Regions from separate parts of the Zea mays genome. Here region 1 is linked to region 2. A link is a contact called in public Hi-C data. All regions are on one chromosome and are shown on one strand. The core of a region is the stretch at or near the end of the contact, and the rest is flanking DNA. Distances in the headings are between cores, read along the strand shown. Region 1 holds the start of LOC100194182 (nuclear transcription factor Y subunit A-3). Region 2 holds the start of LOC100280168 (Protein LONGIFOLIA 2).

Region 1 (6,389 bases), core at 3,214-5,713, 140 kb after region 2:
ATCAAATGCTTCTCACTGTTTCCTTTTCCTTGAGTAAGGAAAATAGGGATGGGCATGGATTGATCCATTGATCTACTTCGCTTAAGTAACAGATTTTTCCATTTGTCAAGCTCAAACTGACAATGCTATATGATTAGTTCGATAGGATCGCTCCATGCGCATCCTATGGAAGTGATTTGTTCTCGGCGTGAGCATCATTATTTCTGTTCACTCCTAACATCTCTGCAGTGCTGCTTTGAGAACATAGATGAATGCACAAATGTGTATGGTATGTCATCGTCACATCAAATGCAAAACGTTGGCTGAGGCTAGACATGCTGGAATTCAGAGAAACTGCAAACTGGGGAGCTAGTTTATCAGACACTAATGGCAGCAAAGTACTGAACCACAAGATCATGTTTCGATGGCTTTGTCTCAGAAACTCAGCACAAGGTAGCATGTCATGTATGGGTCAGTTTTGAGGAACAAACTCATAACCTAACCACAGTTCTCAGGTACAGCAACAGCAACCTCAAAAAAGGCTTGCATATAACTGAAGGTTTGGTTTATTCTGAGGATCTCAAGCTACATGTCGATTGCATATTCAAAGTTCCAAGAGCCAAGGATGAGTTGCCACAGGCAGTGTGCCTGGGAATGGTGTTGTGCCCACTTCTCTTCACCTTATGGTGGAAACACGCTGCTGCATGCCGATCACGGCCAGCTTCAAGCCTCCTCGACCTTGGTCACTGAAGTTTGTCGTGGGGCGGAAGCCAACTGAGGGCAAGCAGCTGCGGTCCTGGCCGGCTGTTGAAGCACCTGCAGTGCCAGAAGAGGGCGTGCAGGTGGGGCCACTTTGGGAGATTATGCTGTTGGCAATGATCTTTGAGCACAATGAACCACTCGATGCCTGATACTGCTGGTTCTGCTCCTGGAGCTGCTTTGTGTTGAGGAACCGTCCTCCTGATCCACGAGCCCGTTTCATGGCATGACGATGTCGGGACTCATGAAGATATGGCTGTGAAGAAATGCAACTTTGTAACGTGTATTTGCCATATAAATTATATAGCTGAAGTAACAGAACTATTGCCTGTATAGGAATGCAGGACTAATTCATGCAGCTTTCAGATCAGAAAAGAACAGATGAAAAAATGTTGAAGAAGCCAAGAAAATGCTTGATGTTAGCTAGTTACAAAATAATTATTACTCTCACCCTTACAAAAATGCTTGGTGACACAAGTCCAGAACAATTTGCTAATAAAAAAATTAAGCCTATGACAAACCCACTGAAATTGTAGCCAGAGGGTCTTTTGTGACCTCCCTCTGAATATGGTCAAGACCCAAGAAAAATCTACTGTATTGATAATCAAAGCTCTGTATGCAGCAAATGCTAAAGAACAATGAAAGTCATCTTACCAAATCAGCATCAGGAATTGGAAAATTACTATGTATTACCTTCCGATTTTTCACCATCTTGTTCTGGGCCTCCAATTTAGCACGTGTTTGCCTCCTCCTAAGGATTGCATGGTATTGTTTTGCATTAACATATATTGGTTCTTCTGCAGGTTCCACAGGTAACATACCCGGAGTGTTCGTTGTATCATTTTGCTGGGGATGGACCTAAATGCATATTACAGGAATGACGGTATTAATGCAGGCTCATTTGTTTGGCAACAAAAAGGTTTTTGGATATGAAGGAGCCTATGCATTATGGTTTTGTACTCCTTAGATCTTTTATCTAGAGATCATAAATAGCCTTTTATCAACGTTCTTAGTTTTTTATCAACACTCTTATTTTTATATAATTTGCACAGAACTTAATGGAAGCTATTTATAATATCTCCAGACAAAAAGGCAGTCTCGTGCATGTGCTCCCGCTTATGCAGGTCCGGGTTGGGTCTGACCCTTCCCCAGATGCGCACATGCACCAACTGCCATTTTTTATCTGGAGATATCATAAATAACTTCCATTAAGCTTTGTGCAAATTATAGAAAAGAAGAGCATTAAACCAAAAATGGTGCAACAAAATTTCTTGTGCATCGTCAAACTTCAAGTGAAAAGCATGATTTACCATTTCTGTTGCTTTGAAAAATAATCAATTCACAAATAAGGAAGCAGAAAGAATGAGTTTCACAAGGAGCCTTTGTAACACCTAATATAAAGGAATCAATGACGATCTCTCTCTAAAATTAAAATAACTGCAAATGTATCATAGAGAAATCATTATATGATTTTGTAACTCTAAATGTTTGATATTTACTTACAGAATGTGGCCAGGAAGACAGAAACTGAAAAATTAAGAGTGAACATACAATGGCATGTGGAGGATATCCTGTCAAGACCCCAACCGCACTATAATAAGCATCAGAAGTATAAGGAATACAAGCCTGGAACAAATGTAGGAAGTTAGCTCAAGGCAGCACATAATATTTAAGAAAGCAGCACTTCTCCCAATCAAATGGAACTTACAAAAGATGGGCTGTAATGTAATTTTGGGGCCAAAAAGGCAGAGCCTTCCTTCCCCAAGGACAATACTGGCTTCATTGTGTCCTGATTATCTTTCCCATGATCTTCATCATTGTCTGAAGACAAAAATACACTTTCATGATGGTGGTTATGTATCAATAAACCTTATTAGATATTAGTCTTGGACAGGGGAACATTGTTTCAAAGGCCAAGATAATTGGAGATTTCTCAAAAGACAAGGGGTTGGTGAAGTTGGTAATAGGAGCAAAGGATTCTTTTATGCAAAAAAGGCAGGAACATCTACAACAAAGTGACTAAATTTCGATATACCCATTTCTAATTTGAGTCCATATGAATACTATCTGACTATCACTCAAGGAGCAATACAAGAATATGAAAATGTCCATGTAAAACTGCATGCGTAGTAGAACTTATGGATACTGGCACTACAGCATAACAGAGCAAATAAATAAAGGCATCTGAACAGATTCAACTCAGAATTCATCAGTTCATAACATTTCTTGTGAAGTAAACTTAAAATGAAGCTGTGTTCCAATGCCAACGGTGTAAAAATATATATAACTGATAATGTGGTTGGAGATAAAGAAGTACCTGATTGAGTTGATGTGTGTTCATTTGGACTGCTTTCACTTGCTGCTGATGCTTCTTGGTGAGACCGATCAGACTCCGATGATGAATCCCTATCGCAAACTTTATGGCCTGAATGTTTCATCTCATAACCATTTCCTGACAAGGAGCCCTACATATATAGGCTAGCTAATGAGCTAACTATCTGTGGTATGGCAAACAGACACAGGTTTAGGGTTTAAGGTCTTGACAGCATAAATACCAACACTTACATGGTTAGACTTAGACATGGGATGGACAGAATGATCCTCCATTTCCCGTAAAATCACAGGCATTACAAGATGGTGTCACTGAGCTCCAAACAACATTTTGCTTCTGAGAAATCAGATGATCTGGTACCTAAAAATTAACCTTTGTGGCAAGTAGCCCGCATTGAATTAGCTGAATTCACAGTAACAAGCTAAAGAACAAGGGTAATTGACGGAACCCTACTCTATCAGTTACAGATTGACATCTATTCCAGGCAGAGTGCCAAGTGGTATCTGCTTTCAGTGGATTATCTCATTATCATCAATGGCAAGTTATTTTTTCCCATCTCAGATGTTTGGACACTGGAAAACACTATAGAGAACCTTTGTTTTTACCAAGAGTGGATCAGCATTTTATCCCACTAATTTTGTGCATGTCAGTTGTCAGGTCCTCACAGGAAAGATGCTTCAGCAAACTTTTAGCTCGTATCAACAAGTTTAGGCACTGATAAGCCTGACTCGACACTCCCCTGAAGTTCTAACATGCATATCCGCACCCTCAAGATGACCCTTTATCAGACAGTTATAATCACCAGAGTCTGCACAATTTAGATTCAAGCCATCTAATCCTAGCTAGAATAGAAAAGGGATTGCAGATTCCCACCCACCCAAATTGCCGAAACCATCAGCAGCCCACGCCCCGGGCAATCCACGAAATAGTGGTCAGCTCATAGGACTTGCGATCGGATTCTAGGAAGTAGGAACAACGCATCGTGCAATGCGAGCTAGGCTGAAGCCAAAGCTTATCCAAGCAAGCATAGCATGGGCATGGCCAAGAACAGAAACATGCGAACTCAGCCAAAAAAATCCTGTTAAACTTCACAAATTCCCAAGCGGGGAATCAAGAAAACCAGAGGGGGGAAACCTTAGGAGTGACAAGATTGAAGAAAAAAAAAGATGAAGCAAATCAAACCGCAGAGCAAGACTATAAGGCAAAGCAACCCAGCAGAGTGAGCACGACGCCACTCCGGGAACGGAGAGCAGACAAGCCGTCCAATCTGTGGTGGCAGTGCGCTCAAGAACAGAACTGACCAATCGAGGAGGGGTCAGGGGCAGTGTACCTGTATCTCCCTCTTCTGTCCTCTCCCCTTCGAGTTTCTCTCTCTACCTTCTTCGGAATCGTATAGATAGAGAGAGAAATACGTCGAAGCAACTGAGGAGTGATACGGGGCACGACGAGGCCGCTCCTGCTGCCAAATATACGCGCCTACTGTGCAGCCTCTTTCTGTCCTTTTCTGGGTCTGTTAGTTTTTTCGGCGCAATAAACAAACAAGAAATGTTTTGCCGCCCCCTCCGCTGCTCGGTGCTCACACGTCACCCGCCTTGAATATTGGTAGGTGCACCAAGAACCCAGACGCACGGTGATCAGACATTTGCTATGTTTTCACGGGTTCTTACCACTTTTGATTCGTTGGCCGTGTTTGGGATCGGCGGCGTCACGCGTTTTGGATTGAATCTTTTAATATCCAATTGTAGCTCAATTCTTCAACTGGGTTCATTTCTTTATCTTAAATAGAAACCTAAATCCATACTTACCGTTGTTAATTATCAAGCCAAAAACACATCTAATCTAGAGGCAAAAAGGCACGGAGGCCAAAGGGTGAAGCATCATGAATGTCCTAGAAACTGACACCTAAAGCGAGATTTGGCTCTTTTAGTTGTCTCTTAGATAAAAATTAGGTATTTACGTTGTTCAAAAATGGTGAAGACAAGAGATGTCAAGTTACCCTGTTTGTTTTCTCGTACTAAATTTTAATTCATGACACATCGAATATTTGATGCTAGTTAGAAATATTAAATATAATTTAATTATAAAACTAATTGTACTTGTGAGAACTAAACGATAAGACAAACTATTGAATCTAATTAGTCTATAATTTGCCCGTGTGATGCTACAGTAACCATTTGCTAATCGGTAATCAATTATGCTTAATAATTAGTCTCGCCGTTTAGTCTTCATTTGTGTAATTAACTTTATAATTATTAGAGCATATTTAATACTTGTAATGGACATTCAAACATCCAATCTAATGTGTGCTGAACTTTAGTCCCTAAAACCAAACACCCTAAACTCTATTGTCTCTTTTGACTCGGTTTTGACATCGAAATTTGTTCTCGTATGCGTTTTGAGAGCTTCAAAATATAAAAGACAATCCTTCCACTCCCTCTATGTATAGAGTTTTTTCTCTCATTTATCTATTTTTATATTTTAAGTAACAAATTAAGCAAAAACTAAAATCTATATAAGACATTTGATAATATAACAAATATGTACATACAAAAATAGAATGGATTATGTCTCTAATATAGAGGACGAGATGAAGAACATTGCCTAGAGATGCGACATGACATAATTAATCTAAATTGTTAAACCAAACAAGAACTAAATTTTGAAAATAAAAAGATCGGTTCCTTGTTCAATTCTAGATAACAACCAATTAAAATAAGAAAGATAATTTTGGCTTCTACTCTTAAATAACCAAATTAACCAAAGGTGTATAACGAGGGAGACAAGGGTTTTAAACAGGTTTGAGACGCCTGAGTGTAATACCCTATGTCCTCTTTGAGTGAAATGGATTATGGAAAAACGGCTAAGTTCCTATTATAGGAGGGTTGTGAGAGCCCGAGAGTGTAAAATGTTTGAGGTTGGAACCCTTAGACCAACTCCAGCAGACTCCCTCTCCGTATCCCTAAAACGCGCAGCCAACACATTCTCTCTCCTCTCTGTATCCGTCTCCGTTTCCAGCAACACTCCCCATCCCACTCCGCATGCAGTCTATGACACCTGGGGCCCGCGAGCAGCCGCGCGCGCACGCAGAGAGCTGCGGAGAGGAGAGAGAAAGCGTGGAAATGGGGAGTCAGGGTACAGGCCGTGCGTTTTACGGAGCCGGATGCGGAGCCTGCTGGACTGATGAATAGTGTGCTAGACTCCGCAAAATAGGGATACGGAGCCGCATGCGGAGTGCTGCTGGAGTTGGTCTTACACAGGGCCACATTCTCCCTTTTATACACCAAGAGAGAGAGGGGTACAATTGGCAAGTGGGACCAAA
Region 2 (6,617 bases), core at 2,958-5,457:
ATTGGTGGGCACATCTATACTAGCATGTATGCACACCAAAAGACACATATCATGCTCATGCATAGGCAGTGTTGCATGTGGGGTTGCAGTTGCAACCATGCACTGTTCCTCCTAATTGCAGGACCACGAGCTACCTGGTAGCTTTTATTGCGGATTATCTGTCACTAGCCTTATCAGCACGCTGACAGCTAGGTATGCTTGTCCTTTGAGTAGCATAATGGGCTTCTGAATTGAATGAGACCAAACCAAATGATCTATCATGCTAATGTTCTTGCCTGAAACAGGTGGTTATCTAGAGCAAACTAATACTGGTAACTAAGAAAAAAATTTCTCACCTTTGAATGAATCCGAGATCCTTTTGTGGTAGAAGGATGCATCAAGGACAGAGACAGGGCTTGGAATGTTGTCCAGCGAATGAATGTTTTGGTCTGAACCCAGAATTGAAGCAGCCTGAAAGGGGATAGAGAGGAATCGTTCATTAGTAAAGCAGTGGTAAACAATGAATACAGAATGCACGAAAATTGCAGGATTAGATTGATATATGAGCTTTATTTGTGTTTTATCTTTACCTTTTGGCTTGCTGTTGCAGCAGTATTGCCTTCTGGAACGAAGGTTGAGTTACCACCCAAAGGCTTTGGGCAATCCATAATGCTGACATCAACCTGTTTTGCCAAGCTTATTCTGTTCCCTGTGATCTGCAAGACCTCATCACGGTGGCATTTCACCTGAGAAGGCTTCGATCTTGTTCTTCCTTTTGGGGAGACGGCTTCATTGGACTTCTTGCTTGGAGATTTTGGTGAGACAGGTGGACGAGACCTCCTTTCAGGTTCTGACTTCTTTAACACATTTCTGGGGCTTGATGAGCTTGTAGGCCTTGGTGAGCTGGCACTGCTGACAGTTTCCTCAGACTTCGATTGATCTCTTGACATCCGAAGCTGCATCTTGTCATTTGTGCCAGTGAAAGATGAATATCTACCCGCCGGCAACTTTCTGAGGCTTCTCAGGCCAGCTATGGGAGCAACCGAAGCAAGTGAAACCCCATGTTTCTCAGTGGTTCTTGCAGGCTTCATGACCACAATAGGAGCCTGAAAACTTCCAGAGCTAGTGGTTAGATCATACCCTGTCCTGTGAATAGCCACAGATCCGCCACTGCTGTCATTCTTGCTCTTGGCATCTTTCGCGTTCAATGCACCCAATATTCTGAGAGCCCTGAAGTCCTTGTTATTACACTCTAAGAAGTTAAAACCCCCGCTTCTCTCTATATCAGCATAGACAGATGCAGTTCTTGCCCTCCCTTCAGCCTCTCGACATTGTTCCGCCTTGGTATTGTTGGCACTTCTGTCCTGCTGCCTCCAAGGAGCCGCTTCTGTGGCAATTCTTTGGGAAGGCTTGGCTTTCAGTTGGTTCTTCGGCTGCATGCTGCAGGAATCCTGGCAAGTGTTTTTGGGGGATCGCGATGGACGCTCATGTTGAGTGGCTTGGGCTGGTCTTGGTGATCTTGTGGGTTCACAGCTATCAGCGGTTAGCACCCCTGTAGCATTTGTTGCTTCTTCCAACCCCATCAGCTTGGCAATGACACTGTTAGCTCTCCTGTTGCTGGGGGAATCTTGAGGCCTCAAAGTATCCAGAAGAATATCATCAGTTCTCTTGTAACTGATGCTCTTCTGACGTGAGCCTGGACTCAGAGACTCCTTTCTACTGTCCAAGGACAGTCTAGGAAGCTCTTTTAGCCTCGAGGAAGGCCTCTTGCATTCCTGGGTTTCAGCTGGCCGCAGGAGTCTTCGGTCATCGCATGAGAAGCGTGACCGTTCCTGCAAACACCTTCCAGATTCAGTGACATTTGCAGGAACCTTTGTGGTCCTATCGATCCCAATGATACAGGTTCCATCCATTGATTTGGACAGCAGCAGTGGCCTCGGTGAGTCCTTGTACTGCCCGTTCCTCCTTGCCTCCTGCACCGAGGTTTTTACAGTCAGGCCTCCAGGGTCTCGGTTGATGGAGTCCTTCACTATGTCTCTGAAACCGACATTAGGATGCCCAGACTTGGTGTTCATGTCAGATTCCTTCAAACTTGGCGAGGTCTTCAGTGACCTCTGCACAAAGAGCTCCTCGTTGATGTAAGGAAGCTCCTGCTGGACTGATTTGTTGCCATCAAGGGAGGAGAAGGATGAGCAGGAAGAGGAGGAAGAAGAAGCTCTTGATGATTCGATTGAAAGGCTGCTGTTCTCGGTCATACATTTGCTAAATGTTTTCTCCTGCATAATAAGCGAACCGGAGGTTAGCGCCAACTTCTTTATGCATCCATAACATACTTCTAAAATTCTGATGCATGAGTAAAATAGTTTCTAGGCCAAAAAGAAAAAAGAAGAATTTGAGTTGAATCTAGTAGGAATATTACCAGAACGATCTTTGAGGTACTTGAACTTTGAACTGGGACATTGCTGCTGCTATTTGAATGAGTATTGCCTGAAAAACGTAAGGAGGCATTATTAGAATAAAATATCTTAACGTAAGGAGGTATTGCTGGAAGGGTTTATTTAAAAAAAATACAAAAACGACCTCTTCAGTTCGATTACATGAATGAATTTGTAATATACTATCTCCGTTCTCGAATATTTGTTGTCGTCCGCCAGTTTATTTTTGAACTAAAATACGACAAATAAAAAAAAACGAAATGTTCAGCTGTCCTCACTCCTCAGTCAGTGAAAATAGTTATCCTCATTCTATTTCCGGTTCTGGGTACCCCGAATCTTCATCAATTGGATGTGATTACGCCGATGCCGTGCTCATCTAGTTCTAAAAAGGTTGTGTCATGTGGCGTCATTTATTAGTGCAACCTTAAAGTAAATGCCTTTTATGGTCATAAGTACTAGAGTCAACCACTGCTATAGTACACATGGTTTTGCTCACAGCATGTAACTTGCACAACAAACCTCCTAGTCTCTTGCCAGTGAAAAAGGTAAGTGGAGATAAAAAAAAGTAGTATTCTGGTACCAACATGTCAATTTTTTACTATTTTTCTTTTGTTGTCAAGTTGTACTTTATGTATCCACCTCAACCAATGTATATTAGGGTGAATGAATGCAAGATTTAAACTAAACCCGTATCAACCAACACCAATATATACACATGAATTAAGTTAGAGACTAGTAAGCCAACAGGTTTATATATATATATATGTAGGCAGTTTTACCAACCGAGTTTGTTTTTATTATTATTCCTTTGATAGGTTGTCCTTTGCTGAACCTTCCAACTGTCAGTCTTTTTTAGCAAACTTTGAATAACAGTACGAACGGGCTTGTTTCCAGATTTCGAAGCAACTTTTTTTTTTTGTTTATACAAGTAAAAAAGAAATGACACCTAGCTTTCTCATCTCTAGTGAACACACCAGGACTCGATTATCAGTTCTCAGAAGTCAGAAGCAAAACGTTATTAATTATCAAAGCTGAAATAAATAAAGAAAAAACAAGGCTGTTTGTGAAAAGGTTGATGCAAGTGAATGGCACTAACACGACACGCAGCCGAAAGATGCAGGGAACAGAGAGAGAAACAGAGAAGCCCGCGAGGAGGCAGCCAAGCCATTACCCGGTGGAGGAGCCGAAGGCGGAGGCAGCCTCTTGTGCGCCTGGCGCTGCCGGGCGGCTTGGCGGCCGGCGGCCCCAGCGATGAGACGCTGGCGGTCGAAGATCTGGAGTATGCCGGCCATGCAGCCCATCTGGCGCTGGAGGTCCCGCGCGTCGTCGGCCAGGCCGGCGGCGGCGCCGCGCACCCTCGCGGGCGGCATCGTCTTCCGGTCCGGGCGTGTGCCTCTGCCTCGCTCCCCAAGCTGTCGTTGTCGGCCCCCGATCACCAGGCACGGGACGGCGTGCGCTCTGCGGGACGATCGCCGGCTCTCATTCGGGGTCCGACGACGGCGACCGACGTGGCCAGGCCGGCGGCAGAGAAGCTTCCGAGGCGTCGTCGGTCAGTGAGTCACCCGGTCAGAGCTGAGGCCGAGCTAGGCGGCGTGCAGTGGCGAGGAGAAGGGGAAGCAGTCCTGCCTGCACGCGCACACGGCTGGTACTGCGGATGTGTACTGGTAGAAGTAGAAGCCGGAGCAGATGTGTGCTCGGTTTTGGAGTCGGGGGCGAGCTCTCAGAGGAATGTTATCATTGCGGCGCCATGGGCATGCAGGCTGTCGTCGTGGGGAGGGAGGGAGGCCGGCGGGCTGGCTCTGGGTCTGGGTCTGGGTCTAGCCGATGGGGTTGAAATAAGGGAGGGGCATGGTGTGTTGGGGTGGGGTGGGGTGGGTCAAGGCGTGTCCCTGGTCCTGCAGCGTCACAAGTCCCCCCATGTGAGGTGTTGATCATTGCGAGCCTATGGGTGTGCGCGGGCATGTGATGCCTGTCAGACACGGAACCCCCCCTTCTCCTGCCCCGCGCACAGGAGTTTTTGATCGATGGACGAAACAACGCGCGCGGCCGGGGATGAGAGGAGACGGAACGGCCGAATTTTTTTTTTTTTGTATTTTAGCCCTTAAACAGAAGTAAAATCACGTTTAGACCTAAAAAAATTTTAAATGCAGTTTTGAACCCTTTGCTCGGCGCCACAGCCTGTGGTGCCGACCTTCGTGACGTGGCAGTCCCGCGTGGCACCTAGCTCGGCGCCACAGATCTTGGCGCCGAGCTAGGAAAAATCCGCAAACAGCCTTCTCTCTGCGCGTTTCTTGTCTTCTCGGCTCATTCCAATTCAAGCCGCCGCCGTTTACGAACTCGCCACCGCCCACAAAATCACGCCGCCGCCGTCTGCCCTCGGGTTTGTCTGCGGGTCGCCGCCGCCGCCTGCCCCAGCTCCGGCTGGCCGCCGCACGGCCGCCCCGGCCCAGGCCCGCCGCGAGCTCCGCCCGAGCTGCCGCCCCGAGCTCCGCCCTCGAGCACCGCCCGAGCTCCGCCGGCCGCCCCGCCGCGCTCCGCCCGAGCTCCGCCGCCCGGAGTCAGGTGTGATATTTTTTATACACAAATTTTATTCTAATATGTCGATGTTTTTGTTACACTTTGTACACAACTTATATTTTAATATGTTGATATCTTAATTTGCAGGATGGCGCAGTTCCACTTGCTGGACCCTCACTACGACGAGCACCACAGGGGCCGTCTCACCGCAGAGGGAGAGGTAATATTTTGTACATAAATTAAATTTTCGAATTAATATATGCGACCTATATTTGACTAATGAAAATTCTTTTGATTGCTAGGTGTTGCCCGTTCTGCGGGTCCGGACCCACGACCGGTTTCTGGAGGAGATGAGGTACGATGAGAGGTACACTCCTCTCCTACAGAGGGCTGGCTTGGACGTCTTATCGTACGAGGTCCGCCGTGGGCTGCCCACTTTCAACCCAGCGGCGTTGACGGCTCTGGTCGACAGGTAAAGACTTCTCTAGTTGTTTAATATTTACAATTATCAAATCTACTTTGCATACTAATGATTTTGTATTCTTTTGTCTTCCAATAGGTGGCGGACAGAGACTCACACTTTCCACCTTCCCTGCGGTGAGATGACCGTGACCCTTGAAGATTGCCAGAAGATTCTTGGTCTCAGCATTATGGGTCGTCCAGTGACCGGTCAGGCATCACCAGGCGGTTGGATGACAGCACGGTCTCCACAATCGCATCGAGGCGGTGAGTCCATCCGTCTTTCCGTTGCTACCTCCTTCTTTGCATCCGTCATTGGTGGAGGATTCGGGGGAGGAGGTACCCAACGCTTAAAACGCTCATGACTGGTCTTTCCACTCAACCAATTAACAAAAAGAAGATATCGAGGGTCAAATTTATCAGGACCATCGATCCACTGGAAAAAGAAACACCTCTCATGTCCCTAAAATAATGGAAAGATGCACTATTACATGTCTACAAAATAATGAATGCGAAAAAAATTAAGTGACAAGTCATAAGCTACGTACGTTCAAAGTGCCACAAAGGTAGTAGCAGCGAGCAGCCGTGTCTGGATGTTGTGATTGATGTACCCAAGCCAGTCTTCCACAGTCACAGTTAGGCACGGGGAGTTCAGGAGGAACAGGAGCATCCTTGCTAGATACGTCCGGATATAACTCCCGAGGACGACCTCTCTTCTGCCACAACGCCTCTCGGTACATGTCTTTCATCTAATAAACGATTATAATTATCACTTGTACCTATTATGCTTTATAATAAGTTTACACAAACTAATAATCGAAATGATAATATAATAGGTGTATACAAATTATTAAACTAACAACCCAATATCCAAAACGAATCAGTTAGAAATCATACCTTGGTCTACGAAGTGAACCAACTCAAATCTTTGAATCCAGCAAATTTTGACGAAGTTTGGAAATGGGATGAAATGAGCTGCTCTCGGCCAGCCGCGCGGGCGTTTTTATAGGAATTTGTAGCTCGGCGCCAAGATCTGTGGCGCCGAGCTACGAGGCCGGGCCGCAACTAGCCGTTGGTGCATCGTCACAGCTCGGCGCCATAGGCTGTGGCGCCGAGCTACGGCACCACGTCAGCGCCAGGTCAGCCCTGGACGCAACTAGCCGTTGCTGCCACGTCACAGCTCGGCGCCATAGGCTGTGGCGCCGAGCTGTGTTAGCTCGGCGCCAT

What was found. A called contact is a pair of places that touch in the nucleus more often than the background predicts.
Region 1: a Hi-C map of tassel shows a contact between it and region 2, with 3 times the contacts expected there. The contact joins the promoter of LOC100194182 here to the promoter of LOC100280168 in region 2. A contact is called at or near these places in 8 of 25 Hi-C or Micro-C datasets (ear, leaf, root tip and 1 more).

The regions. Positions count from the first base shown.
Region 1 is chr2:217,575,431-217,581,819 of Zm-B73-REFERENCE-NAM-5.0, forward strand. It overlaps LOC100194182 (nuclear transcription factor Y subunit A-3), which reads right to left and starts at 4,464. Exons shown (of 7, transcript NM_001358907.1): 1 at 4,401-4,464; 2 at 3,304-3,442; 3 at 3,056-3,203; 4 at 2,447-2,559; 5 at 2,290-2,364; 6 at 1,432-1,596; 7 at 326-994. The coding sequence starts at 3,366. The coding sequence ends at 656.
Region 2 is chr2:217,438,228-217,444,844 of Zm-B73-REFERENCE-NAM-5.0, forward strand. LOC100280168 (Protein LONGIFOLIA 2) reads right to left here and starts at 4,208. Exons shown (of 5, transcript NM_001153100.1): 1 at 3,586-4,208; 2 at 2,399-2,466; 3 at 570-2,255; 4 at 336-450. The coding sequence starts at 3,784.